Linked DNA regions of Mus musculus: regions 2, 3, 4 and 5 are each linked to region 1. Evidence: chromatin contacts called from public HiChIP or PLAC-seq and promoter capture Hi-C data. All regions are on one chromosome and are shown on one strand. Each heading gives the region's core, a stretch centred on a gene start, on an enhancer-like site or on the middle of the called end of the contact. The rest is flanking DNA. Distances are from core to core; before and after follow the strand shown. Region 1 holds the start of Nyap1 (neuronal tyrosine-phosphorylated phosphoinositide 3-kinase adaptor 1). Region 2 holds the start of Pdgfa (platelet derived growth factor, alpha). Region 3 holds the start of Rasa4 (RAS p21 protein activator 4). Region 4 holds the start of Tmem120a (transmembrane protein 120A). Region 5 holds the start of Lrwd1 (leucine-rich repeats and WD repeat domain containing 1).

What was found. Promoter capture Hi-C pulls out the DNA fragments that hold promoters and counts their contacts. HiChIP or PLAC-seq counts read pairs in DNA pulled down with a chosen protein or histone mark.
Region 2: a FOXA1 HiChIP or PLAC-seq map of pancreatic cancer cells shows a contact between it and region 1. The contact joins the promoter of Pdgfa here to the promoter of Nyap1 in region 1. A contact is called at or near these places in 2 of 39 promoter capture datasets (hippocampal neurons and liver) and 2 of 115 datasets of contacts at active chromatin or transcription factors (embryonic stem cells and pancreatic cancer cells).
Region 3: a promoter capture Hi-C map of liver shows a contact between it and region 1, with 2.5 times the contacts expected there. The contact joins the promoter of Rasa4 here to the promoter of Nyap1 in region 1. A contact is called at or near these places in 2 of 39 promoter capture datasets (liver and pre-B cells).
Region 4: a promoter capture Hi-C map of liver shows a contact between it and region 1, with 2.9 times the contacts expected there. The contact joins the promoter of Tmem120a here to the promoter of Nyap1 in region 1. A contact is called at or near these places in 3 of 39 promoter capture datasets (liver and pre-B cells).
Region 5: a contact with region 1 is called in a promoter capture Hi-C map of pre-B cells, with 4 times the contacts expected there. The contact joins the promoter of Lrwd1 here to the promoter of Nyap1 in region 1. A contact is called at or near these places in 2 of 39 promoter capture datasets (liver and pre-B cells).

What each region holds. Positions count from the first base shown.
Region 1 is chr5:137,736,932-137,742,577 of GRCm38.p6, reverse strand. It overlaps Nyap1 (neuronal tyrosine-phosphorylated phosphoinositide 3-kinase adaptor 1), which reads left to right and starts at 1,410. Exons shown (of 7, transcript NM_001347505.1): 1 at 1,410-1,527; 2 at 2,776-2,927; 3 at 4,423-4,769. The coding sequence starts at 2,860.
Region 2 is chr5:138,992,481-138,997,973 of GRCm38.p6, reverse strand. Pdgfa (platelet derived growth factor, alpha) reads left to right here and starts at 3,030. Exons shown (of 6, transcript NM_008808.4): 1 at 3,030-3,265; 2 at 4,590-4,686. The coding sequence starts at 3,203.
Region 3 is chr5:136,082,594-136,088,195 of GRCm38.p6, reverse strand. Rasa4 (RAS p21 protein activator 4) reads right to left here and starts at 4,280. Exons shown (of 21, transcript NM_133914.3): 1 at 4,019-4,280. The coding sequence starts at 4,083.
Region 4 is chr5:135,741,214-135,747,106 of GRCm38.p6, reverse strand. Tmem120a (transmembrane protein 120A) reads left to right here and starts at 2,935. Exons shown (of 12, transcript NM_172541.2): 1 at 2,935-3,059; 2 at 4,708-4,826; 3 at 5,025-5,141. The coding sequence starts at 2,979.
Region 5 is chr5:136,133,673-136,139,327 of GRCm38.p6, reverse strand. Lrwd1 (leucine-rich repeats and WD repeat domain containing 1) reads left to right here and starts at 3,254. Exons shown (of 15, transcript NM_027891.4): 1 at 3,254-3,456; 2 at 4,595-4,829; 3 at 5,278-5,394. The coding sequence starts at 3,377. Alkbh4 (alkB homolog 4, lysine demethylase) reads right to left here and starts at 3,183. Exons shown (of 3, transcript NM_001347492.1): 1 at 3,034-3,183. The coding sequence starts at 3,150.

The DNA of each region.
Region 1 (5,646 bases), core at 161-2,660:
AGAGTGTGTTCTAGGACAGCCTGGGCTACACAGAGAAACCTTGTCTGAAAATTTTTAAAAAGCCACAGTCTTGCTCGTCTTGTCTGTCATATTTTCGCCATAGTAAAAATGGCTGTAGTAGCTGCAGTCAGGAAACAAGCTTCCCACGTACCCTTACTCCTCCAAACTGGATCCCTATATAGGCTGCTGGTTTACAAAGTGCTTACAACCCTCTTCCTTCCTAAGGTCTTTATTTATAGTCGCATGTAGGCCACGGTCGGCTTTGAACTTGTGTAGCAGAGGATGACCTTGAACTGAAGCGCCTCTTGATTCTACCTGAGGAATGCTGGGATCACAGGTGTGTGCCGCAGCGTGTCAAGCCTCAGTAAGGTTAATCGAGGCAAGTGTGAAATGAGACATGGCTCAGACAAGCAGTGGGATGTGCTTGGGGCCACACAACACACCTGCATAGATTTTGCCGCATTGAAAAGCGTCCACAGGTACCAGGGATTAGGATGTGCATATTTTGCAGGGGATATCTCCCCCCCCCCCCCCCCCCCCAGTCCTTGGCGGATACAGCAGAGGTCTTCTCGATGCTAATTTACCCAACCACAAAGCTATCCACGTAAGGAATTTGTCAGAGCTCTGATGAGAAAAGGTCAAAAGAGGGGAGGGGTGAGGTCACATCCCTAACCACTCCCAGGTGGTGCCCCTGGTGGTCTCCCGCACGGGCCAACCTGGTGCGCTCAGATCCTGGCGGGCGGCGCCCACGGAGTCAAAGGTTAGTAAGGAATGACTTGGAGCGCGGGGGCGGACGCGCGGAAGACTTTGAGCCCCACACGGTGGAACAAGGTCCGGGCGCCTGGGAGGCTGCAAGGGGAGGAGGCCCAGCACCGCCAGCCAATTCTCGTGCCCTCCCCGCACCTAGGGCGGGGTGGCAGGGTGGGGGCACGGCGGGGACTAAGCCAAGGGAGCACGCCCCCTGCTGAGCAGATGCGCTGATCTCCAGGCAGGCGACTCGGAGTCCCTCTGCCCGCCTCACCGCTTGGTAGCACCCAGGGGCCGCAGCCGCAGCCTCCCACCCGGGAGCACTAAGGCGCACCGGGTTCGCGGGTGGGTGCGACCTCCAGGCTTCCGCTGGGGGGCGCCGCTGAGCACCCCGCTCCGCTTAGGGCTTGGGAGACCCAACCCAGCACAACACGGCTGAGTAGGGGGCGCGGGTCGGCGAGAACCAGACGCCCGAAAGCTGCGGAGCGGAACTCCCACACCCCAAGACCATCCTCTCAAGATCCCCTGTACGCTCCGCAGTCCTTGCACCCTCCACCCTAACCTCCTGGTGCAGCGCCGCACCGCCGTTCCCGCTCTGCCCTTGGAGGGTGTGGAAGGGTGGGTTTGGGGCCGGGGGCGGGTCTGGGGGCGGACCCGGAGGCGGGGCTGTCTCTGCGGCAGGGCCCAGTTCGGCTCCCCCAGTCTCTCTCTGTCTCTCCTCCTCCCTCCTCCTGCTCCGGGCGGAGCCCGGCATGGGGGGGCCGGCGCCCGGCAGGCCAGGTACGGTGATGTAGAAACTGGGGAGGCTTCATGCGGGGAGGTGGTGATGGGGGGACTACGGGTAGGGAGGAATTGGCGGGGCGAGAGGCGGAGACACCCAGGGTAGCAGGACAAGGGGAAGAGGAGGGGGTGCCCCGGGAACCTGGGGCCCTTGGATGGAAAAGGGGGGGGGGGTTAAAGCAGGCCAGGTTTGGAACAAACTGGGGAAGGAGGAGGACGGCTGTGAGGAGGGGCTCCAGGGAGGAGACGTGAAGCTGAAGGCGAAAGGGAGAGAGTGTGTTTGGGGGAAGGGACGCAAAGCGCAGGTATGGAGGCCGAAGCCCAGAAGGTTGCTATGGGGCCAGACTGGAGACCCCCGCCAGGGTGGGATTCAAGGGCGGGACTACTAGGGGGGAGCCGGGGGTTCTCCCAAATCCTGGAGCAGACAGAAGGTAGATTGATTTGGGCTATCAGCAAGAGGAGGGAGGCAGAAACCATTGCTGAGGGACCAGGGAGCTGGAATAGAGGTGGACGGAGGTCCAGGCCCAGGATTGGAAAAGCGGGGACTCCGGAGAGTGAAGGTAGATGGATGGATGGGATTTCAGTTGCCCAACTCAGTATCACCATCCTTCCTTCAGCATCCCCACCCTGCCCTGATGAACCCCCCACTAAGCCTCAGGGCCTAAAAGAGGGTAGGAAGCCTAACTCCCCCCCCCCCCAAGCTGGGTGCAATGTACGCAAGTAGGCCCTGAGCACAACTTGTCTGTAGGTGTGGCCAATTCCATAGCAGATTTGTGTGCTAGAGGTCTGTGTGTATCTATCAGTGGGTGTGTCTGTGGGTGTTTATGTCTGTGTGTGTTGTTCCTGGGTTTGTGTTTACCTGTGCCCCTTTATGTCTGTCCCTATTTGTAGATATGTCTGTGGCCTGTGGTGTGTCTAAATATGCTGTGTCCCTACAGAGTTGCTGTATGCTTGTGAGGTCTGTCTGTCTGTGGTGGTTCGGGATATATTTACACAGAATGGGAATCTGTGCCAACCTGATCGCTCAGTGTCTGTGGCTCCAAACACCTTTGTCAGGGTGTGTGATTCTGGACACACACACTTCTATGGCTGCCTGTCTGGGAGGGGTTCCCTAAACTGTATGGGATATTCTGTGCCTGTGTTTTCCTTTTCTGAAGACCCAAATCACGTCTCTGCTCCTTTTTCTCTTTCATTCCTCCCTCCCCAACCATATCTTCTTTTTTCTCTCCACCTGTTCCCTTTATCAAGTGGATCCGGGACCCAGGGAGGGCCGCCCCCCGGGCCTGGTGGCATTAAGCAGGGCCCCTCAGCCCCCACCTCTTGCCCCACGACATGAACCTTCTCTACCGAAAAACCAAGCTGGAGTGGAGACAGCACAAAGAAGAGGAGGCCAAACGGAGGTAAGGCTGGGCCCTCCGACTGTCCCACCCACCGCCTGTTGCACCAGACCTCCCCCTTTTGCTTAGCCACAGCCCTTCTCGGGGGCCCACCAGCTTTGTCATCAAAGAGTTTTTTTTTCCCCAGATTTTCTATTCAGCATAGAATGGGCTGCACATGCACTTGCTTGGTCCCAGCCCTGTTCCTGGCTTCTTGGGAGAGGATTTAGCCAGGGGAACGACTTCCAGCTTAAAGAACCTTAGTGGCTTGCTCCCATGCCTAAAGGGCCCAAGTCCCTCCTTCCTGACTCTCTTTTTTTCTGTTATTTTGAGACTGGCTGCTGGCTTTCCCTTGTCACCTGACCTTGGAAAGGGCAGGCAGGCCCTACCATCCTCGTGGGGTCCAGAGAAAGGGTCATTTTAGGGACCTCAAAGAGCACTCAATGTAATCCCCTACCAGTCAGGGTCCTGTTGGAAGGAGGGTACGACTAAATGACAGGTGTGTGTATGTGTGTGTGTGTGTGTGTGTGTGTGTGTAAGGATTTTTAGGCTAAGTACTGCAGAAGAGTCAGGTGGAGACCCCGTGCCCACCCTCATTCTTGCATCTCCACCAGCCCTTTCTTCTGACCTCTGAGGAACCCAGGCTGCTTCCTCTGGCTCCTTTCCCTTTTGACTATACAGCTTCTTGGAGCCTGAGTCAGAAGCACCTCCCAGCCCTCTTCATCCCTCCTCACAACTGTGGAGTTTAATTCTTGCCGTTAATTAGATTAATCAGAGTGATCACTACAGTGATCTCTCCCTAATAAAGGGTTAGTAGACAGGGCCTTAATGAGAGCCCACCCCACAGCGGCGGCGTCTCCCAGCTTCCCTGCCAGCCACCCCCTTCACTCACCCAGAGGAGAACTCGGGGACAGAGAAAAGGGAATACAAGTGAGGTGAGGAAGCTGACAGAGAGAGGGCAGCAGAGAGAGAGAGAGAGGAAGAGAGAGAGAGAGAGAGAGAGAGAGAGGCTCTGATGATTCAGGCATCACACCCTGCCTCTGGGAGAAGAGGCCTGTGGTGTGACAGAGGCCATAGTACACTGTAGCTGGACATACAGAAAGGCCAGAGGCCAGCACAGGCGAGGAGCCACAGGGGCAGGTGTGTCTGCTTGTCTGTCGGGTGGCTGTTGCCTGGATTGCATCTTTTTGCACATAACGGGCTGTGTACTAGTTAGGTGGTCAGTCAGCACCAGACACACACACACACACACACGCACACGCACACACACACACACACACCATTTCTGATATCATATGCTGTCCTTCACCCCTACCTATTGCCTTGCTCTTCTTAAATCCAAAGAATCTACCTGCAAACCTTAGACCTTCAGATATCCCTAACCCAGGCTCCTATTCTCCTCCTCAGTGGGGAAGCACAGTTGTCCTACCCTTGAAGATGCTATCTCCTCCTGAGATGGAAGACAACAAGGTAGAGGCTTGCCTTCTAACTTCTGCCCCATCCTGTCTTCTCTCCCTAGCTCCAGTAAGGAAGCAGCCCCCACAGGCCCGGTGGGGCCTGGGGCTGTCCCAGGGCCTGGGGTTCGAGTGCGAGACATTGCCTCGCTTCGACGATCCCTCAGGATGGGTTTCATGACGATGCCCGCGTCCCAGGAACACACCCCTCACCCCTGCCGCAGCACCATGGCCCCACGCTCTCTCTCCTGCCACTCGGTGGGCAGCATGGACAGTGTAGGTGGTGGGCCTGGGGGAGGGCTCACGGAGGACAGCAGCACCCGGAGACCCCCAGCTAAGCCCCGGAGACACCCCAGCACCAAGCTCAGCATGGCAGGACCAGGGGCAGAGACACCTCCAAGTAAGAAAGCAGGTGAGACATCCATCCACCCTGCTCCCCATCCCTCTTCAGAGGAAGCTGGCAGCGGCAGGATCCATTCCAGGCCAGGGGGGGCTCTGGGAGGGTTCATTCAGGGAAGAGCCAAGGAAGTGGAAGGTTCCATTCTGAAAAGGAATAGGGGGTTTCTTTTAGATGGACCTCAGATGAACCATTCAAGGGCAGGAGACACTCCCTAAAAAAAAAAAAAAAAAAAAAAAACAGCTGGTAAGAAAGGACCCAAAGGTGAGGAGGAACTGCCGACTCTGGAGTTGGTAGGAGGCTGAGGTAGAAATCGTAAGATTATAGTTTCTGGTATGTGGTGAGTCCTAGTCTCCAAAAAAAAAAAAAAAAACTCTAAATTAAAAACAAAAGGAACAATAAGAAGAACAAAACAAAAACCAAAACAGGAAAACAAACCAACAAAACCTGGGCCATGGTGGTACACAACTTTAATCCCATGCTCTGGGGATATAGCTGGGGAGGATCTCTGTGAATTCAAGGCCAGCCTGAGCCACGTGTGGAATTCTAGGGTAGCCAAGGCTATATTGTGAGACCCTGTCTCAAGCAAACAAAACAGGAAGAAAGAAAGGAAGGAAGGAAGGAAGGAAGGAAGGAAGGACGAAAGAGAGAAAGAAAAGACTGGGGATTGCCTTAAAGAAAAGAAACGTAGTGGGCTCTGAGTGGAAGGTTGTGGAAAGGATGAACAACAGTCAAATATGTCCTTGAAGTTGGGTCAAGACATCAGAAAGGAATCATTCCCCTATACTATCAAATCAGTTAAAGGACACCCTAGGCAACTTAGAAGCCCTGTCTTGAAAGAGAAAAAATATATATATATCGGGAAAAAAAAGCTGGGGATGTATTTCTAAGT
Region 2 (5,493 bases), core at 1,781-4,280, 1.3 Mb before region 1:
TGTCACGGGTCCCAAGGGAAGCCGAGGCATAGGGTGGGGGTGGGGGGTAGTTTGAGCCGGCGGGTCCTTTAGGCTCTTGACCTCATGACTTAGCCAGTTCCAGTTTTCAGAGACCAAGAGTCTAGCGAGAACCAGGAGGAACAGTGGGGGTCGGGGGTCGGCTGTGGGGGTGGGGGTAGGGGTCGTTGTCTCACACCAGAGTACCTTGTAAGCTTTAGGGCCCGTGCCCCAGTCCCCTCAGGCGGCTGGCGCCGGGCTGCACAAGCTCTTACCACCCTCGCGCGGCCGCTGTTGTTGCGGTCGCTATGACGACGGGTCGCGGTTTTATTTTTAATAGCGGTCGGCGATTAGAGCAGTGCCTGCGCCCAGCTCCCCGTGGCTCCCGCGTCCCGGGCGATGAATCCAGGCCTAGCCTCATTCTGGTCCCTGATGTCCCCTAGCGTCTTCAGAATCCCTCCCGCCCGGCTTTGATTTCCAGCTGGGCGTCCCTGCTGCGCCAAGAGAGTAAAGGGAGAGAGAAGCACCGAACTAGGTGGGGTCCCCAGGAACCCGCAGCCTCCATGCGGAGGTGGTGGCCGGACAGGCGCGGCATCCCAGCAATGCAACCGGATCTTCTTCCTGGATTCTCACATCCACCGTCACACCGGGTCGTCGAACCGCAAAAAGGTGTCCTTTGGTGCTCTCTGCCTGTGAGAAGGCCGAGGGCTTGGCGGGACAGGCCGCGCAGAACAATCGGGATAAAACGGTGAGGAACTCGACTCAGGTCTAGAGTGGTCCTGGCAGTCGCCACCAGAAGTCATCCTCTTCAGAGCAGCATAAAGTTTCACCAGTACGGACAAGGCCTGGGCTTTCGAAGACCTCGAGGTGGGGCGCTTCTCAACGTTTTCCATACTCCCTCTTTAGGCCAAGAGAGGGTGTCCTCTTATCTCCTGAGCATCCCGAGGTGTTAGGGCTGGGGCGTGGTGATGGGGCCTACAGGCCTAAGGAAGTCTGTAGATTTGGGCTCCAAAGATCTTCAGCTACCCCCTCCCCCCACGCCCACCAGGTATTTGGAGCTAGGTGAGCCGCCCGTGTTGGGCCCTTCCAGCTCAGCCTTTGAAATGCAGGAACCCGGGAAGCTGGGGATGAAAGGCTCCTGCCCGGCTGCGCCTTTGTCTGGGGACAAAGAAGATTGGTGGGGGATTGGACCCGGGCTGGGTGCACGGGTTAATTCACATGAAAGGGAGTGAACTGGACAGGCTGTATCCAGTTGCATCCCTACCCTTGGAGCCCTCCATAGTCTCCAGAGCCCTAGGAGGCTAACTTTGGGATTTGAAAGGTCCACAATCCTCTAACCCGAGTTAAGGAGCTGACAGGACTGGCCTTGCCGTCGGGTCACATCCCACCAGGAATCCATCTCTCTCAATGGGAGAACCGTCCAGCCCTGATCAGACTTCTGTCCGCATGTGCCTTCCCCGCCACCCGTCTGTACTGTGCCTTGGCCGGAGGTGGCGCTCTGCGCTGCCTTGGATCCCAAGGTAGAACCCAGGAGTTCCTCACCAGCCGCTTCTTTTCTATCTTTCCTTCTATCCCTCCAGCTCCCCATTCAGGGTTCGGCTAGGCCTTCGGCCAGGGGCTAAGGATCTGGAGGGTGCAGGGTGTCAAGGTGGCGATGAGGCAGGAGGCAGCCTCCTCCCCGACCCTAGCCTCGCTTCCACCTCCACACAAGAGTGCAAGTTCCTCAATCAGGTGTCCCAGGCTTTGGCTCTGGGGCGCGGGCGCGTGGCAGCCGTCAGGTGAGTGCCCTAGACGCGCCCCTAAACCCGCCCCGCCTCTCCGCAAAGACTCACTCCCCCTCCTTTTATGGAGAGGGGAAGGCTGGAGCACTGGATCCTTACAGTGGGAAGCGGCCCGAGCGCCGGGCGGGGGCCAAGCCGACTCTCATGCCCTTTTTGGCGCAGCAGCTCTGGGCGCTGCCCTTTACTGCCGCTGGGGCCCGAGAGAGAGGCGAGCCAGAGACGGCCGTGCTTCTGCAGCGGCCTCCTCCCCTCCCCGCCCGGTGCCGCAGGATTGCAGCTGGCACTGAAGGGTGGGCAAGCTCGAGGGAGGGGCGCTCCGGGAGCCCGGGCGCCTGTGGGCTCCGAGCCGCGGGCGCCGAGCTTGGATGGATGTAGCTGCCTGCGTGAGCGCGTGTGTGGCCACTGCAGTGGCGGTGGCGGCCGGGCCCGATCTGGCCCGCGAGACCCCTGAGCGCTTCCGAGGTGCGGGTCCCGGGCCCGGAATCCGGGGGAGGCGGGGGGCGGGGGAGGGGGAGGGGCGCGGTGGCGGCGCTATAACCCCCTCCCTGTCGCCGGCCGGCTCCACACGCGCGTCCTGCGGAGCCCGCTCAACTCCTGGAGCCCGGCCTGCCTGCGCCTTCTTCTCCACCTCCTCCTCTGGTCTTCCCGCGGCTGCTGCTGCGGCGGCAGCGGCGCCAGCTCGGCCCTCCGCCCGCCCTCCGGCCCGCGCGGGCGGCGTAGCGAGGCCCCGGGCGGGTAGGCTGCTGCCAGGCGGCGCGGCCGCGGGAGCTGCCCGGCCCCGGCGGGCGGAGGGCGGAGCGCCGCGCCGTAGCCGAGGGCGCGCCGCGGAGGGGCGCACGCAGGCCGCCGGGCCGCGCCGTGCTGGGCCGCGCCGTGCCCGGCCCGGGGCGGCAGCGGCGAGAGGAAGGCCCGGGGACAGGCTCTCCGGACTGCCCGGAGCCCTCAGGGAGAGGCGAGGCGGTAGCTGGTACCGGGCCGAGAGTCCAGACAGGTGATCGGTGGTGCGGCGGGAGCTGCAGCCACGCTCCGCGGTCCCCTCCCGGGGCTGACGGCAGCAAATATGCGGATTTACCGGCCGGGTCGCTCCTAAAGCCAGCGACGGGGAGCGAGCGCGGCGGCGGCCAGCACGGGGAACGCACCAAGGAAGAAGCCCAGCCCCCGCCCTCCGCCCCTTCCGTCCCCACCCCCTACCCGGCGGCCCAGGAGGCTCCCGGAGCGACTCTGTTCCTCCTCCTCCTCCTCGCTGGCTTTGCACTCGCTGCTCGCGCCGAGCGCGCTCCGCAGGCTCCCTGCTCTCCGCGCCACCCTCCTCCGGGCCGCGCTCCCTGAGGGATGGTACTGAATTTCGCCGCCACAGGAGCCCGGCTGGAGCGCCCGCCCCGCGGCCTCGCCTCCCTGCCGAGCTTCCAGCGCCTCGGGACGCGATGAGGACCTGGGCTTGCCTGCTGCTCCTCGGCTGCGGATACCTCGCCCATGCCCTGGCCGAGGTGGGTGCCACCCCCGCGCCTCTGTCCCCTCTCGGCTCCCTCGGCGCACGCCCCTCTCGGCTACCTGTTTCAAGCTCTGCAAAGAGCATTTTGGTTTTGTCAGGGTGGTGTAATTTTTTTTTTAATCCCAACTGGGTTCTATTTTCTGCCATGCCCAAGTGTGTCTGGTGAGTTTCCAGCGCGTTGCGTCGCTCCGCCTTGGAGGGGGACGGGGGAGCCGCGAGGTGAACCCGTGGGTAGAAACTTCGGGGGGCTGTGGGTGCCTTTCCAGAAGGGGCAGCCCAAACGCAGCGGACAATGCAGTAACGGGGTGCGGGAAGCGGGAAAGGGGGTGTGTGTAAACTGACCGTGCTCTGGGAGGGGACTAGGGCGGGCAGTAAGCAGGTAGAGGAGGGTGCGGCCGTAGCCTGGGACTGGGAAGGGTGGGCAGCGCCCAGCCGCAGTCCCCAGTTCTCGGTCCCCAAACCCAGTCCGACGCAGGGCTGGAGCAGTCTCCGCCCGCCCAGGCCTGCTTACAGGTGGCTGAACGAGGCAGCTGGGGCCGGGCCAGGCGCCCGCGCCCTCCCACCGCCACCCTCCCCCCCACCCCCATTCCCCGGGAGCTTTGCCGTGATGAATGACTTTCCACAGCCCCTGTCGTGGGAACTTCGTGGTTGAGTCCTCCAGCGACCCTGACTCCCTTTTAAAAACCGGGACGGAGAGTGGGGGAGGCTGAACGGTGGGGGTGGTCTGGGCAGGGACCGGAGAGGCGCGAGGTGGATATTTAACCCCTTGCGTTCCCTGCAGCCTCTCTAAGCCCCGATGGATTTGGGCGTCCTAGTCGGCGCTAGGGCCGTGACTGGGCCTGAGCCGGGTGGGGCGACCCGGCGCGCGTGCTTGTAGGGGGTGGGGTGGGGGGAGAGGGAAGACCCTCTCCCCTGCGGGCTCAGCTCAGGATTCCCGGAGTGAAATTGAACCCTTCGGCTAGATTAAAGTGTTGAGGCTGCTGTGACTCCAGTCGTGGATGCGTGACGCATTTCGACCCTCTCTGTTTCTACATGTGGATTTAGCTATTAAACCAGAAACTCTTCGGGCCCCTGGCTGCCCCCAGACACCCTGGGGAGGCCAGAGCGCGGGTGATTTTTGTCTGAACATGTCAAGGCATTGTTGGGGTATTTTTATCAAGGTCAGACAGATAGGAACAGTGTGGAGGATTTAGGGGGTCCCATCTAGCCCCAGCCGATCCTCTGGCTCTAGGGCCTAACGAGGGTCCGGCCGGGCTGTGTGGCCCCTGGGGCTGGGCTGGAACCCTTGGGCGCGTCCTGACGGTGTGGTCTGCTTGCAGGAAGCCGAGATACCCCGGGAGTTGATCGAGCGGCTGGCTCGAAGTCAGATCCACAGCATCCGGGACCTCCAGCGACTCTTGGAGATAGACTCCGTAGGTAAATCGCGCCCCTGCCCTGCCCTGGCTGAGAGGAGGGCGCGGGCGGCGGGGCGGGCCGGCTGCGCGAGGAACCGTACCCTGCGCGCTCCGCCGGGCCGGGCGCTGCGCAGGAGCGCACCGAAAGGTCAGACTCCACTCGCCGGCCATAAACGCCCAGGCGTATGAGTCAGGCGTTTCTCTTGTAGTTGCCACTTTCTCTCCCAGCGGCAGCGGAGGGTTGCTTCGCTCACCCAGGGGTTGTTTTAAGTGAAACGCAGCGGGTGTGTCACTGAAAGTTCAGTTTTAGAGTGTGCCGAAAACTGCCAGGTATGCGGGTCAACAGCTGCTTCTGGCCCGGGAGCGCGGGAGCCGGCCCGGAGGGAGCGTGGCTGTGGCTAGTCTTCTCCTGGCCAGGGCCCCCAGAGTGCTTGAGGAGCTGGTCGGTCCGGGCCTTTTGTAAACTCCACTCCCTGGTGCCTTGATCGCCTGGGGCTGGGTCCCATAGGTGGGCGCAGGAGGCCGATGTTTTTTTCTCCACACCATCCTGTAAAAAGGCGCGCCTAGTACACGGACGCTTGGGGCTATTTTGGGGGCTTCCCGCCTCGGGCCAGAGCCAAGCCACTGTAGAAAACAATTTGTAAATGTAGGGTTGTATTAGACTCGGATGACAAGGGCTAAAATAAATGGGCGCGATGGGGATGGGAGAGGCAGCCTCTGTGCGGGGAGGACGTGGTCTCCTCCTGTCTTTTGTGATAACCTTTTCAAAATGAACACTTAGCCTGTTTTTTTGTTTTTGTTTTTGACACACTGGGATAAAATTTACCAG
Region 3 (5,602 bases), core at 3,031-5,530, 1.7 Mb after region 1:
ATATATATATATATATATATATATATATATATATATGTATGTATATATATATGCCAAATCCTAGAGATTTGGGTTCTACAGGTTATGAGAGAATAGTGGGCAAAGAGAGGGTATGTGTAGAACTATCCCTGGGGTTTGCCATTTATAAAAAGGAAGTGTATTTATATGATAGAAGCTAGGGGAATTCCAATTTCTACTTCCCAATTCCCACCCCACCCCACCCCACCCCCACCCCCCGCCCGATCCCGGGGCTCTCCTGAATGTTAGATGAGGGCTCTAAGGCTGAGCCATGTTCTCCAGGCTGTCAAGGGAAGATTCTAAACAGGTGCTTATGCTGTTTAGCCACGTCCTCAGCACTTCATTGGGGGATTCTAGGCCAGGGCCAAACAGATGAGCCACCTCCCCTGGAGACCCTCACGAGGGAGGTGGGGGGAGGAATCCTAGGACAGCCTCTAAACTTTGTTCCCGGTTTCAAACTTCCTAAATTTCTAATGGGACCTTTGAGGCAGGAGATGCCACTGGGATCAAAAGTCCCCTGCATCCCCCCTCAAAAAAAAACCCAAAAATAAAACAAAACAAAAATACAAAAACAAAACAGGAAACATCTGCCCAGAGTGTTTGGCTTCGGGAAAGTGGGAAGTGTAACGCCAACTCACAGAGTAGCTTCCCCGAGTCTCTGAGACAGCGAAAGGCTGGTGCACACAAGGTCATCGATACTGGTGGCATCCCTGACTCTTTTTTTGTTTGTTTGTTTGTTTGTTTTTGGTTTTCGAGACAGGGTTTCTCTGTATAGCCCTGCCTGTCCTGGAACTCACTCTAGACCAGGTTGGCCTCGAACTCAGAAATCGGCCTGCCTCTGCCTCCGGAGTGCTGGGATTAAAGGCGTGCGCCACCACCGCCCGGCCATCCCTGTCTCTTGATGTCTGTGATCACACAAGTCCTCTCCTCAGTGAGTTTCCTTCCAGAATCCCTAATGTGCATCACAGCAGCCCAAAGCTGGAAGACTCCAGGCCCCAGAGTGCACCCCAGGATGCTGGATGCCTGGAGCAGAGGTACACGCCCCACCCCACGTGGATGCTGGGAACTGACCTGGTCTTCTGCAAGTGCAGAAAGCATTCTAAACCACGGAGCAGCCTCTGGGCGGTCTTTCTGTTGTTTCCTTTTTTTGAGGCAGCTTCTCACTCTGTAACCCAGCCTAGTCTCAGGCCTTTGATCCTCCTGCCTCTGCCTCCTGAGCACTGTGCCACAGGGTGCTTCTGTCTGGCCTGTGACCCGCCAGAGGGTCCCCTCTGTCTTGCTACTGTGGCCTACCTCAGAGGTTCCGTGGGGTGGAGAACCCTCCTTTTTGCTGCCACTCCAGCGGAATTCAGCCTTGGATGCCTGAGTGAATGGTGTTTCTAGACGGGACCAATCATAGCAAGGGCTCAGAGGTAGGAACATAACAGGGTGGACTGAATAGTGAGGACTGGGAGAATGGCCGAGAAGACGGGAACAGGGTCGCGTGGACAGGTCCCCAGTGTACAGAGCAGGCCCAGCAGCAGTCCTGTTCCCTTCCCATATACTCTCCGCCCTGGTGAGACTTGTGGAAGTGCGCCCCGTCTTCCACCATTCATTCCTTCCTCAAGCCAGTGGCCACTGGCCCGGTCTGGCGACTTGTAGGCCTCTCTATATTTAGGGCCTTGGCTGTTTCTAGACTGGAAGAGGAAGGAGAGGGCAAACCCCGAAATAGCCCTAGGCTTGTCCCCAGGGCCACAGACAGGTTGAAGGAGCCAGTGGGGCACTAGTCACCGTGGGACTCAGCTTTTACCCAGCTGACCTAGGTACCCAGGAGTGGAAGGTAGTCATGAGCAGGCAGAGAGAGGTAGTATTAGAACACTGCTCGCAATGGCAGCTACAGAAGACTAAATACAAAGGGGTCTACAAGTATGGTGGGTGGCACGCTCACATGTCATATACCTTAGGAAGGAGAGGCAGAAGGATGGAGAGTTTGAGACCAGCCTGGGATGCCTGGTGAGGTATGCATCCCGAGGGTGCAGGGAACACTAAGACAATGAGTCACAGTTCCTGTGCTCACACTTGTCAGGGGCTGGCAACCTCCGGAGGCTTCTAGGTGACCAAAATGTCCAAGTGCAAGGACAGAACCTCAGAATTCTTCCCAAAGGCACTAAGGATAGCATCAGATAGGAAATGTGAGAAAGGCCCTGTAGGAGTTTTGGGGAGGGGGGCGTGTCTAAAAGGAATGTCAGAGGGTCTCTAATATTTAAAAGCAGGTTTAGTCAAGAGAGAAGGCCGAATGTGGGGATTGGCAGTTATGAGATGGCTCAAGAGGTGACTTTCAGTTCGAAACTGCATGCCCTCAGCCAGCTACCAGGTGCAAGCACGTGGATGGTGATTAGGGGTCTAAGAAGGGGCGAGTGGGGCAGGCTGAGAAGCAGGGCCAGGAAAGAGATTCCAGAATCAGGACACACGGCCCTGGGTGGCCCCTTTCCTGGGCGTGGAGACCTCTTCTCAGAGTCCCAGAGCCACGGGTGAGGCCCAGGTAGGCACAGCCCAAGAGCTTCTGGAGGTTGGCGCCAGAGCCAGCTGCTGGCAGGGATGGGGAGGAGGTGACAGACGGAAGGGGCTGCTCCTCCCAGCAGACACCAGCCAGAGGAAGCCAAGATGACCTGGTTTACCAATGCCCAGGGAAGGGAGGGGGGCCTAAGGGCTTGCGGGAGGGTGTAGGGGACTGAGAAGGCCTGGAGAGCTGGGGCCCGAGATCCCCTGTGGAGGCTCAACCAGCCTCCACCCTAGAGACCTAATTTCCACTGGAGCCCCTCCTCCCTTTATGCACAGAAACCCACCTTAAGTCAGCCCACCCTCCTCCCTCCCCATTGCCATGGCAACTGCTGAGCTGGCCTCTTCAGGCCCAGGGGGCCTTGAACTGGAACCGCTCCTGGCACTGAGAGTGCTGGGAGAGCCCGCCTGCCCGCCGGAGAGATGAACACACACACACACACACACACACACACACACACACACACACCTCCCCAATTCTCAGTTCTCTGTAGCCAGGAAACCCACCGGGACCCGGAGCGCACTTTGAACCCTAGGCCTCTGCCCCGCCCTTTCTTCGGTTTTATGATCGTGGCTTCTCCCCGACACTAGGATTTCAAGCACTTGGGTCCAGAAAGGGAAACTGAATCTTTGCAAATGAGGACATAAGAAAGCCACGAGACACGTTCTAGGAGTCACGCAGTTGACCTCGGGAACTCACTAAAAACAGTGTGACAAAGGGGTGTCCGAAAGCTCCCCAAATCTGGCGATGGATTAGAGGAAGCTTTATGAAGGACGGTAATGCATTTTAGGAGCCCTAGATTCACGACCTTGCTTTGACACCACCAGCTAACATTTCCTGTCTGTCGGCATCGGTTTTCTAATCTGTAAAGTGGTCCGAGGAGAAATGCCTTGCAGGGAGCGATTAAAGGGAGAGGCCCGGCAAAGTCAAGGGAGACTCTAAATCCTGCCTCTATGCATCCCTCCTGTCCCCTTGACCTACACCCCCACCCCCACTTTTCACACCTGCATGCCTTGCCCAAATGAATAGCGAATAGCGAACAAGTCCGGCGGACAACTCTTGGGGTTGTTATGGACTCCCAAACTACAGAGAGAGGGGGGGACACTCCGCCCCTTTCAGCCACACCCTGGGCAGTTCTTGCGATGCCATCCCAGTGCCAGTTTCAGTCTTTTAAAACTCCTGCCCCCCTATGAGCCCTGGCTTCCTGCTGTTCCCAGGTGGAGAAGCCCCTCCCTTGTCTCTAGCCCTCCGCCTCTAGCTTGCCCCTCCACTCTGTCAGGTATTCACAGCAAATCTCGCTGTCCCCATTTTCGTAGCCAGTCCCCCTCCGTGGCTGTACACGCCACATCCTCTCCGCTGCTCTCCTTGTGGGGAAGCCCTAAGGACCCCCCGCAAAGGTCAAGTATATAAAAGGGGATCCCATCAAAGTTGGGGTGGCCACCACCCGTACCCACTACTCACATGTCCTTGGCGGGCAGATTTTTCCCTTCTACGATTCGGATGGACAGCGAACTGCGCTTGGCCATTGCGGGTCGGCGACGTGGAGGCCTGGCGGGGAGGGGTTCGGACTCATGGGTCCCCTCTCGGGGTAAGGAGGGGGAACAGTGCGAGTGGCGCTGCAGGCAGGCGGGTGCGGAGGCCAGAGAGGGGAGCGCTGGGGCTGAGGGATCTCCGCTACTCCATTCACCCCTCCCCGCCCCTCCTGCGGGGGCGGGGAGACACTGCATGGAAGGACCAATCAGCGTCCTGGATGCCCAGAATGGGCGCGGCCTATGCGGCTTGCGTCCCTCATTGGCCACCTGGAAGGGAGGGCGGGCGGGGCCTGCCCCGAAGTGTAGCTGCTGGCACCCGGAGATTCTTCCACCACCAGGATCCCTCCTGGTGCTCTCGATTCTCAGAGAGAGAGCCCAGGCTCACGGAGGGACCTGGGTGTGCAGCATAGCTGCAAATCCATTAATGGCCGCACGCTGGGAGTAACTTGTCTGTGACAGACCTGGAAAGATGTGAAGACTCAGGCAGTTGGGAAAGTTTGAGGACATCAAATCTGGAAAACAGGATTGTTTGGGGCGTGTTTGTATTGTGGTTTCGTGTGTGTTCAGGTGTGCAGGTAGAGGCCAGAGATCACCCTCCGATTTCATTCTTCAAGATCCGTCCACCATTTATTTATTTGTTTATTTATTTATTTTTGAGACAGGGTTTTTCTGTGTAGCCCTAGCTGTCCTAGAACTCTCTCTACAGACCAGGCTGGGCTCGAATACAAAGATTCACTTGTCTCTGCCTCCCAAGTGTTGGGATTAAAAGCCTGCACCACCACCTCCAGGCTCTGGCTACCTTTTTAAAATTTTTGTTTTTTATTGGCTGATTGATTAGGGTGTGGCTTACATGTTGTGGTCCCAAGTGGAAATCAGAGGACACCCGCAAGAATCTTTTCTTTACTTTCACCAAATGGGTCCCAGGGATCAAATTCAGATTATCAGACTTGGGCAGGAGTCTTTCTACTGACCCATCTCCTCTGCCCCACCTTGTAAGACACAAGGTCTCTCATTGGCTTGAAACCTCCCCAGTAGTCTAGACTGGCTGGCCAGTGAGACTCCAGGATCCACCTTTCTCCATCTTGCCCACTTCTGGAGTTCTTTACAAGAGTTCAACACCATGCCCAGCTATCCATTAGTCCTGGGAACGAGTGATTCTTCTGCTTGCAAAGCAGTTTAGCAAGTGAACCATACTTACCTAGCCCTAGATCTGCATTCCAGCCCGCCATCGCTGCCCATACTGGTGACCAAACCTAGGTCCTTGAGTGTCCTGGTCAAAAATTCTGCTACGAGTGACATCATTTTATTCTTCTTTACCCCAAAATAAGATTCCATTGGGGATACAGACATACATACAGATTTTTTTTTTTTTTTGACACAGGGTTTCTTTGAGTAACCCTGACTGTCCTGGAACTCTATAAACCAGGCTGACTTCAAACTCACAGAGATTCCCCTCGCCTCTGCCTCTCCAAGTGCTGGGAATTAAGGGGTGCGTCATCAGCACCACTCCACC
Region 4 (5,893 bases), core at 1,686-4,185, 2.0 Mb after region 1:
CTGACAAGGCAGTTAACATTGAAGCAGAGTTGGTCCCAACAGTGACCCCCAAACACAAAATTATTTCGCTGCTACTTCATAACTAATTTTCCTACCATTATGAATTGTAATATAAATATCTGTGTTTTCTGATGGTGTCAGAAGACCCCTGCGAAAAGATCATTTAACCCCTAAAGGTGTCAGGGTCCACAGGTTGCCAGCCACTGACTGAGAGCTTTGCATGTTAGGCAAGCCCGCCCTCTATCATTGAGCTTCGGGCTTAGCCTTTTGTTTTTTGAGATAAGGTTTCTTATAGACTGGCACGGCCTCAAACTCTGTAGCTGAAAGGATTTAAACCCACTCTTCTGCTCCCAGCTCTCCAGTGCTGAGACTATAGTGTATACCACTACTTGGTTTATCTGGTGCTGGGGATGGAGCCAGGGCTTCCTGCGTGCTGGTCAGGCACTCCACCAACTGAACCACACACCTAGCCCTGCTCTGGGTCTCTTCTAATCCATTTTGTACACCTTTAGAGTTTATTTTAGATTTACTTGTTTTATGTATATAGATGTCTTGCCTGCATCTCTGGTTATGTATCACCATACAGACATACAGATGTCAGAAAGGGGCATTGCATCACTTGGAACTGGAGTTACAGATGGTTGTGAGCCGCCGGTGTTTGCTGGGAACCAAACCTGGATCCTCTGGAAAAGCGGCCAGTGCTCTGAACCACTGGGCCATCTCTCTACCTTATTATGTACCTTTGGCCACCCTCAGCCCTGCCGCTTTCTTGCCTCTTATCTGAGTGCTGGGATTCCATGTGTTCCACTATGACTGGCCTTCTCAGGCCCTGGCCACTCAGCAGAGCAGAACCCCTTTTCCTTCTGGCTCCTCAGGCACCTCCATACCCGGAGGCGAGCTGCATCGAGCCTACTGCAGTCCTGGCGCAGCTGTGGCGCACTCTGAGGACCTTCACTCTGGAGGTTACCCATGTGAGGGGGTGGGAGGTGGGGAGGGGTGCTCAGCGATGCTTATGTTGCCAGTCCTGCTATGCTTTGTGTTGTGACTAGCTGTCACCGTGTCTATCCCAGGGTGCAGGTCCTCCCACCCAGCCTTAGGGATGCTCCAAACTTCAGAGGCCCTAAAACGGGGGTCTTTGCCACATTCCCAGAGCCAGAGCTCTGCCCACCCACCGCCTCTGAGTCCCTGTGTACAGACTCTGTCCCCAGCTCACTGTGAAGGAGATGCTCTGGCACTCCCACCACACACTCCCAGGTTTAGTTTTTCTTTTCTTTTCCTTTTCTCTTGAGACAGAGTCTTGTAGCTGAGGATGACCTTGAACTTCTGAATCTCCTGTCTCTTTCTTCCAATTGCTAGGAATACAGGCCTGTACAACCACACCAAGCTTGTGGTACTAGGAAGCAAACCCAAGCCTTCCTGCAAGTAGGCATTCGCCAACTAAGCCACATCCCCAAACCCCCCAAATTCCACAAAATCTTCCATGTTTTTGTTACACCATATTTAAAATTATGCACTGTGCCTTGCTTGCATGCACTTCTTTTTTTGCCTGCATATATGTCTATGCACCACATATGTGGGCCTGGTACCAGTGAAGGCCAGAGATGGGTATTGGATCGCCAGGGACTGGAGTGACAGATGGTTGTGAACTACTATGTAGACCTAGGCATTGAAGCCAGGTCCTCTGTAAGAGCAGCCAGTGCTCGTAAGCCGAGCTTCTCTCCAGCTTTATTCTAGATGTCTAGGCGTGCCATGGTACCTGTGTGGACGTCAGAGAACACGTTGCTGAAACCGATTCTCTATTTTCACAACGTGGGTCCTGGGATCAAACTGAAGTCACCAGACTTGGCCACAGGCACTCTTACCTGCTGCGCCCCCTCATGGGCCACAAGTCCCAAAAGCTCTTCCTCAGACTCAGAACAAGTCCGGGTGGAGGCGCTTACAAGGGGACTGATGAAGAATGTAGGGTGTGATGTGGGTGGTAGGTAGAGTGAGTGCGTGTCCTTGGCGAGGGTGACCAGGAACTTCTGATTCTTCCGTCTGCACCTTCCAAATGTTTGCATCACTGGCATGCGCCTCTGCATCTGATCCCCCCCGGCCCACCCCCCACCCCACCCCCATCCCCCCGCCAGGGTTTCTATGTGTAGCCTTGGCTGTCCTGGAACTCACTCTGTAGACCAGGCTGGCCTCGAACTCAGAGATCCACCTGCCTATGCCTTCCAAGTACTGGGATTAAAGGCGTGCGCTGCCTTTAACTACTGCCCCGCACTGCATCTGATGTTTTGTGTGGTGCTTGGGTGAATTGCCCTCTGAGCTTCCAGCATGCTGGGCAAGTTCTGTACCGAGTCTGTAACTTGAACCGCACTGGTAAGGCTTCGGAAGTGACACGGTAGGAAGTTTAGGAGAGGCAGCCTAAAAGTTAAGGACGGAGGAGAGCTTGGAGGACTCAGGGCCAGGAAAGGAGTATCTGTAAAAGCTGAGAGACGAAGGCTGTCCCTAGAGAGGCGCAGCTTCTCAAGGACAAAAGTGTATGAAGAGTATGAGGTGGCTCACGCTTCTAATCTCTGCACGCGGCGAGTCAGAGGCAGGGGTATTTCTTGGTTCCAGACCAGGCTGAGCTACATAGTGAGACACTATCTAAAAATTTCAAAGTGTTAGAAGCACGTGTCTCCTTGGTTTGTGAGTGGTCCGAGGAAGCAGACTTCTCGGGTAAAAATGCTGGCCGCCCAGCTCTGGTCTCAATTCGAGGAGACGCCCTGCGGGCCCATGTCCCCGCCCAGCTCTCGTCCCTGGCTCTGATTGGCTGCTCCTAGGGGCGGGGCTCACGCGCAGATTACGCCGGGCCTTTTCCCGTTGGCAGTCACGGCGGCGCGAGCCCGGAAGCGGACGGGGGCGGTGGCGGAGGCTTCTCCGGCCGGCCGGGGTTGCAGCTCCGTCCTCCCCACTCGCGGCTCTCCGCGGCCAGTGGCGTGGACAAAGACATGCAGTCCCCGCCCCCGGACCCGCTGGGCGACTGCCTGCGCAACTGGGAGGATCTGCAGCAGGACTTCCAAGGTATCCAGGTGAGCGTCCCTGCGGCCATCCAAGCCCCGAGCCACGTCTCTGTCTCGGGGACAAGGGTCAGGCAGTACTAGGTCACACATAAGGCAGCTCGGAGGGGTCAGGGGTCGAGACTCTCCCCTACTTTTCTTCTTAAATGTCTGATGGGAGCCCGGATTGCCCGCGCGTCCCCGGCGTGCCTGGGCGGGATCCCTCTGTGCCGGGATATCTCGACTTTGTGCAAAGGCCTTGAAAACTGATCAGGACTCTTCTGTTGCCCCTCCCCCTGCACTGCTACCCGATCTGGGACCCAGTCCCCTTCCTAAAGAGCAGTCACCCGAGGCAGAACCCAACGGGGCCCAGCCTTTTGGGTCAATTACCCTGCAAACTTGCAGCCGGACAACGCCTTCCCCGCCCTTGGCTAACTCTGCTGAACGCCGCAGGGAAGCAAGTTTAGGTAAAATTCGGGCCTGGTTGGGGAAATCTCAGCCATCTGAGACGGAGGGACAGCGCCCACCTAGGGACAAGAAGAGGCCCAGTACATGTGGCTCTTTCTTGTAGGGAGAGGTGGGCGGGGCAGACTGTACCAGGACCTCCTGGATTGGTAGAGCGACCACTGGAAAACCTCCCATCCCAGGATGGTGTTGTTTGTGGCCACTCTGTCTCCATACCAGAGAGAAGGAAACCAATGCTTCCTGGAAGGCTGTCACTGGGCAGAGGTGGCACATGCTAGAGTTTGAGGAGGATGCGGCAGCTTATTTTGGCATGAGAAACAGACCTAAATAGTGGAGCCTGGCCAATAGGAGACTAGGTTAGACCTTTGCCTCTATTGGACTGTTGCCTAGCCTCATGTGTCCAGGTTTCCCCAGAACGCTGGCACTAGAACTCTCCCTAGAGACCTACACAGCTCCATGTCTCCCAGTTTTGCCATCACCACGATGACCTCAGCCCCTGCCTTGATTTCCCCACACTGCCCCTTGCCCTTCGTTTAGGCTGCAACTTGCAAGGCTCACCCACCAGGGCAAAGTACTTGGGGAAGCTTTGGACCAAAGGTGCTTGCAGGAGGGGAGTGGATGGGAGGGACTGGCCTTAGGGCGGGAAGCCTGACGACCTTTAACCTGAGATGAAACGTCAGGAATGCCAGGGTAGAAGGCAGCATGGCTATCCCTGATTTCCATTCTTTCAGGCTGGGTAGGTAGGAGGATCTGAGAAAGGAAGGGGTGAGTTTAGGCAGCCCCTTTGAGAGCAGCAGTTCTCAGCCTGTGGGTCACCACCCCTTCAGGGAGATTGGATTACCTTTTCACAGGGATCACCTAAATAGCAGAATTACAGATAGGAAATAGCAATGAAAACAATTTTGTGGTTGGGTGGGTCAGCACAGCATGAGGACTGTATTAAAGGGTTGCAGTGTTAGGAAGGTCGAGAACCACTGGGCTAGAGTCCACTTAGAATTCAGACGCCCACCCGAGCTGGGGACAACTGACCTGTTGTTGAGGACATGTACCACGGAGGGTCTGAGATTACAGGAAGAAGCCTAGCTCCTGGCTTGCTTCAGGAGTGGAGCAGTCTCTGGGAGGTCCCTGGGCAAGCACAGAAAGTTCGACCTCTGAGAGAGCCAGTTCCCTGCCGGGGCAGCTCCCCAGTGAAGCCACCGCCTTCTCCTCATGCTAGGAAACACATCGCCTGTATCGCCTCAAGCTAGAGGAGCTGACCAAACTCCAGGCCAACTGTACAAACTCCATCACACGGCAGAAGAAGCGGCTCCAGGAGCTGGCCTTGGTGCTGAAAAAGTGAGGGGGGTGACGGCTTGCTGGGGGTGGGTGGTTGACGTGGGGAGGGGCATTTCCGCTGGGCTTCCCTTGGCATGGCTCTTCTATCCTTCCTCCCTGGGTTTTGTTCCTTTTCTCTGTCCCAAAGGGTTCTCACAGGGGTTCCTGCAGGACTGGGGCTCTCCCACCTGCCCTGCCTGACTCCTGCCATACTCCCAGATGCAGACCCTCTCTCCCATCCGAGTCCATGGAGGCTGCACAGGAGCTGGAAAACCAGATGAAAGAGCGCCAAGGCCTCTTCTTCGACATGGAAGCCTATCTGCCTAAGAAGAACGGGTGAGCCCCTTCTTCTTCCAGCTCCAGGGATGGGACGCCCTAGCCTGTCTCTCAGTCATTCAGTCAGTAGAGGGGGACATATTGATGGCCTGGCTGTCTGACAGCTCACTGTAGTAGGAACTTCAAGGGAAGTGTTCAGGGAACTGGGGCCTCAGCGATGGACATCTAACCACACACCAGGGTTAGACACAGCTTCCCAGTGTAGCCTAAGTCATCTCCAGAGGTAAAGAATGAGCTAGCTCACGCCTGTGGTCCTACTACCCTGGAAGCTTAGGCAGGAGGATGGAGAGAGGCCAAGGTCCTCTTTGACTACATAGTGAGTTCAAAGTTAGCCTAGTCAGCGTAGTGTGTTTCAGGCAACCAAGGCTATATATAGTAAGATGCTCTTCCAAAAACAAAACAAAACAAAACAAAAACACCACCACCATCAACAACAAAAACCAAAGAGGCTAGAGAGATGGCTTAATGGTTAAGATCACTAACTGCTCCCCTAAGGGACCAGGGTTCCATTCCCAGCACTTACATGGTAGTTTACAAGTCTATAACTTCATTTCCAGAGGATCTGATACCACCTTCTGGACTCCATGGGCATCAGGCACACATACATACTTGCAAGCAAAGCACCCATATAAAAATAAAATAAAAACCAAAACTAAATCAAGGGTTGACTTACCTGACTTGACCTTAGAGTGCTTGCAAAACGTGACTGATGCCCTGGGTGGCAGGGCTGGGTCTGTGTGGGAGTGAGTTTG
Region 5 (5,655 bases), core at 2,005-4,504, 1.6 Mb after region 1:
CAGAGATGGGGCAGAGTGGGTGAGCTGCTGACGTGCTTAACCTGCAAGAAGCACAGAGATCTGAGCTCCATCCCCTAAAACCCAAATGTAATAAGCTGGGTGTGGTCATGGATGCCTGTATCCTAGAGCTGGGGAGGGAGGCAAAGGTCAGACCAAGGGCAAGCTAGCCTGGCCTCTTAGAAAATTCCAGGCCAGTGAGACTCTCTCAAAACACCAAGGTGGGCACCTGGGTTATCCTCTGCCCTCTACCTGTATACACATACACCTGTACACGCATACACCCCAAACAGAAGTGCCCTGGAACCAGCAAAGACCCACAATAGCCACATGTGCCCGGGACCCACCAGGAGCCTCTGGGATTCCGATGCTCTTCTTGGAACTAAAGCAACTTGGAGAGGAGCCTGGAGTCGCAGGGGCGATGCAGCCTGAACCTGGCCTCAGGCCTCAGGGCATGGGATTCTCATTCTCTCATTTGTGTTTTTCTTCTCTGAGGACCTGGCCTGAGGCTGGGGGATGTGGGCACTATTCCTTTGGCACTGTGACTATCACCGACCCCTCAGGAGCAAAAAGATAAAGGACAGGAGCCTGCACCAGGAGTCTGAGAAGCAGGGCTAACCGTAAGGCTGTGGTCTGGGTGGCCAGGGGCTGGCCAATGCTTATTGGAAGCCACAGATGTGTGTCTTCCTCAGCCCTGCTCCTGCCTCCTCTGAGACTAAGAGATGCAGTAGTAGAAACGCCATCTTAGGGCTGGAGAGAAGGCTCGGCGAATAAAGGCACTGGCCGCTCTTCCAGACAACCAACCGGGAGAGCTCACGACTGTCCATTAACTTCAGTTCCAGGAGATCCAACACCCTCACACAGACACACATGCAGGCAAAACACCAATGTACATAAAATGTAGGGCATCATAAATCTGTGGCTGTAGCTCAGATGGTATAGGCCTGCCCGACATGCATGAAGCCATGGGTTCCTTCCCCAGCACTGCAAAAAAACCTGTGTGGCGGCAGAGGTCTGTAATCCTGGTCTTCAGGACCATTAAGAGTTCATGGTCATCTTTCACTATATAGTGAATAAGGCCAGCCTGGGCTACATGAGCCAGGCCTTAGCATGTTAGGTAAGCACTCTACCACAGAGGTCCATCCCAAGCCCCTCACTAGGGCAGTTCTTTCTTTCTATGTTTGAATCTGTGTGTGGCATGCACATGTGCCCTCCAAGGCCAGAAGAGGGCGCCAGTGACTTGGGTGTTGGGAGGCAAACTTAGGTCTTTGGTTTTTTTTTTCTGAGACAGGGTTTTTCTGTGTAGCCCTGGCTGTCCTGGAACTCACTCTGTAGACCAGGCTGGCCTCGAACTCAGAAATCCGCCTGCCTCTGCCTCCCGAGTGCTGGGATTAAAGGCCTGCGCCAGCACGCCCGAAGCAGTCAGTGTTCTTAAGTGTAGAGCCATCTCTCCAGCCTGGGCGGTGCTAGGCAGGTGCACTATCTCCAGACCACGCCTCCAGCTAGAGACTGGCTTCCTTCTTTTAGCAGCACATCTTCAAGGTGAATCCATATGGAACTCGCGTCAGAATTTCCTTCCTTTCTAAGGTTATATCTACTGCATGGATATCCGAGATTTTTAAAAATCTCTTATTAGTTTATGGTTTGCCTCTTTCTTTCCTGTCGAGACAGGCTTTTATTTAGTCTGGTTTGAAACTTGCTATGTAGATATCTTTGACCTCCCTCAAGCCAGCACCAACACTGCCCACTCTTCAGTTCACCAGTTGATATAATAAACACTTGGGTGTTTGGTCACTCTGAATGCTGCCATGATCCAGACATAGTGACATATGCTTGCAATCTTAGCTTATGGAGGGGGCGCCCTGGGGCCTCTAACTAAAGAAAATAACTAAAACAAAAAACTTGGCTCAGGCCCCTTTGATCTCTTTAAGTGTCTGTCGCCTCAGCCACCCACAGCTCCTATCTCAGGCCTCTACTCAAGCATTCCCCTGGCTATGCATCCCAGCAACTTGCTACAGCACTGCCAGGGCCATACAAATGCTCTGAAGTTATTTTTCATTCATTCATTCATTCATTCATCCATCCATTGCCCATTTTGATGGAAGGTGTTAGCCTGGTCAACAGAGAGCTAGAAGGGAAACATTTTAACATTCTTCCTGGCCTACCTGACTCCTGATCCTATTAGTATCTTGTAAGACAGATTTGTTTTTGTTTTTCAAGATGGGCTTTCCTGGAACTCCCTATGTAGATCAGGCTAGCCTGGGACTCACAGAGATCTGCCTGCCTCTGCATCCCAAGTGCTAAGTCTAATGGCATGCACCACCACTGCCCGGCTGTAAAGCTGATTCATACAGGTTTGTTTTCCCAAAAAAATTTCCCCCAAATCAAAGCCTGTTTTGGAGACAGGTTTCTCTGTAGTGTAGTCCTGGCTGTCCTGGAACTCACTCTGTAGACCAGGCTGGCCTCGAACTCGGAATTCCACCTGCCTCTTGTCTCCCGAGTGCTGGGATTAAAGGCATGCGCCACCACTGCCCGGCTGCCTGTGCTGTCTTAAGTCGCTCATTCCCTGTCTAATACAGGCGGCCTAGTGTTCAGCACTCCCTACCATTTCCATGCAGTCTCCCTTGTGCTCCGGAAGCTCACTCAAAACCAGACCCGTTCAGTCCAAGTTATTTACCACTGCCCCCCACCCCCACCCCTCACCCCCCAAAGTCACAGAGATGATGTGTGACAGCCGCTTCCCTACTGCCAAGGTAACTCCTAAAACCTGCTGGGCGGCTGAGGTCCGTTCTCCAGCCTCTCTGCCTTTCAAATGCAGAGATCTCGGCGTGCACCAGCATTTCCCCGCCCTTCCATTAATCAGCCGATGGCACTTGGTCCACCTTTTGGGTTTTGTGAATATTGAAGATATAAGCGCTCCAAACAACTCACCTACCGCGAGGCTTTGGTCCTTGGCTGTTTTACAGGCAAGCTGGGCCTTAGTTTCCCATTAAGATGAATAGATTTTCTGGCTATGACTCTTTTCCTAGTCCGTACCTGAAGGCAGATCTGCCAGGGCGGGTCCCTGTGGCGTTGTCTCTCGCAGATAAGACAGGTCCGGATGCCCTTACAGCCGCACTCCTGCAAAAGAGAAACTTCAGCCGCCGCCGCCATCGCGTCCTCCGATCAGTTAAGAGCGCAGGCGCGAGACGCAGGGGCCGCTGGGAGTTGTAGTCATCGCAGAAGCAGGAGGTGGGGCGTAAGGCTGGCGTTCTACTTCCTTCCGGTCGCAACGGACTCGCAAAGGGTTTGTTGTGCGCCACCTCCTGGGCTCCCCGGCAGCGGGCCTTAGCGACCGGACTTCGTGGAGGCGCGGGTTCGGTTGAGCCCTCGGCCACCCATGGCTCCTCTCACGCCGCAACTGCTCCTGCAACGTGGGCGACCCAAGACGGATAAGCTGGGGAAGATTCAGAGTTTGAAGTAAGAGCATGTGGGGTTGAAGCGGATCCGGGGCGTGGGGTTCTTCCCCGCCAGGGTGGTTTGATGGGCGGAATGCAAGGCTCAGACCCCTCCGTCTCCTCCTCCTGCCCGGGTTATTCTGTTATCCGGGATTCGAGCCCCAGTCGAATCTCGCGCCAAACGGAGATGTGGGAGATTGGCAGCCAACGCCCGGCGTCAGATAAACTTGGAGCGAACGCCCTTAGCCTTGCGCGGAGTGGAAAGACTGATGAGATACTAAGGGATGTTGAGGGATCCTGTGTAGCACGGAACGGGCTAGCAGGAACTAGTAAAAACAAGAAGGAACTTGGAAGTCTTGGGCTCTAAAGTCATTTTGTTTTGTTTGTTTGCTTGCCTGTTTGTTTTTGAGACAGGGTTTCTCTGTGTAGCCCTGGCTGTCCTGGAACTCACTCTGTAGACCAGGCTGGCTTCGAACTCAGAAATCCACCTGCCTCTGCCTCACAAGTGCTGGGATTAAAGGCGTGCGTGTGCCACCACTGCCCGGCAACAAAGTACTCTTTAAGGGAGGGAAGATGGGCCACAGAAATGATCTGCAGATAAAGGTGCCTGTCTGTCATCAAGCCTGAATTCAATCCCTTGGGCCCAGACAGTGGAGCAAAGCAGCTCCCTAAAACCATGACCCCCTTAATCACGCTTTGATTGTGCCCATTCCTATCCACACACCACACACAGATACATAGACACTCTGTAATACATAGAAAGGTAAGTTAGGAAGTGAGAAGGCTAGAACAGTTGGCATAGCTCAGTTGCTACATTGCTTACTAGACATGCACAGAGCCTGAGTATCCCTAGGGTTCCATCCCTATCAACACCTGAACAGCTCCCAAGGGGTGGCACATGCCTGTCATCTCAGCACGTGGGTAGGGGGAGGAGAGTTAAGTTCAAGGCTTTCCTGGACTACGCAATGAGTTGTGTAGGATGGGATCTCTTGAGTTTTGCGGCCAACCTAGTCTACATAGTTCAGGCTAGCCAAGTCTAAAGCAAGCTTCATGCTTGCACAAGAACTTTGTTGGTGGAAATCCCTCTGGGACAGATGGGGTAATTAATGGGAGGGTCTGGCCCGCTCCCTCAGCTCTCTTGCTCTCTGCCCTCACCCCAGTCTGTCGGGGCTGCAGCTGCTCTCAGAGCACTTGGATCCCAATCTCCTGGGGCGCCTGAAGAAGCTGAGGGAACTTGACCTCTCTAACAACTTGCTGGAGACGCTGCCTGCTAACCTGGGCCTGTCCCATCTGCGCATCCTTCGCTGTACCAACAACCAGCTCGGGGATGTCACTGCCTTGCACCAGTTCCCAGAACTTGAGGAGCTCAATCTGGAAGGCAACCCCTTCCTGACGGTGAGAGGGACCAGGACTCTGTGGGGCAGACTCAGGCTCCATTCCCCCCCCCGCCCCCCCCCCCCCCGTTTCCGTTTTGTTTTGAGACTGGGTCCGATGTAGCACAGGCTGGTTTCAAATTAACTGTGGGTCCGCAAATAGCCTTAAATTTCTGCTCCTCCTGCCTCTGACCTCCTGAGTTCTGACCATGTTCCACAAAGCCCAGTTATGCGGTGCTGGGGACCAAACTCTGGGCTTTGTGCTTGCTAAGCAGGCAGTCTGCCCCCTGAGCTACATACCCACTCCGTTTGGGTTTTTGTTGTTTTGCTTGTTTGAGGCAAAGAGTCTTGCTCTGTAACCCAGACCAACATCAAACTTGAAACGTCCCTACCGTACTCTCCCAAACGTTGAGATTCCAGGCATGCGTCCTTACTCCTTCCTGGCTTTCTGTTATCTCTTCTTCCGTTAGGTCAGTGACAACCTCAAAGTCTCCTTTCTCCTGCCCAAGCTTCGTAAGGTGAATGGCAAGGACACGGCCTCCACCTGCTCACAGGTGGAGAATCTAGATCGGGAGCTGATGGACAGGGTAAGGATGATGGCGTGGGGGTGGGGTCCTTGGTCATAGCAATTGGGTACTGAGTGGGACAGAAGTGGAGTTTTGGAGCTGTGTAACAGAGATTCTTGCCCAGACAGCCTCAGGTCTGAGGTGGTGAGTCTGTTTTTTTTGTTCCTTTCTTTCTGTGTTTGGAGACCCTGTCTCCAAGGTATGCAGCAAGCACAGCAGGACACCAGCGAAGCTAGACTCACAGTGAGCTGGTTTTTGGCACATGCTCTTTCTTGCTTATAT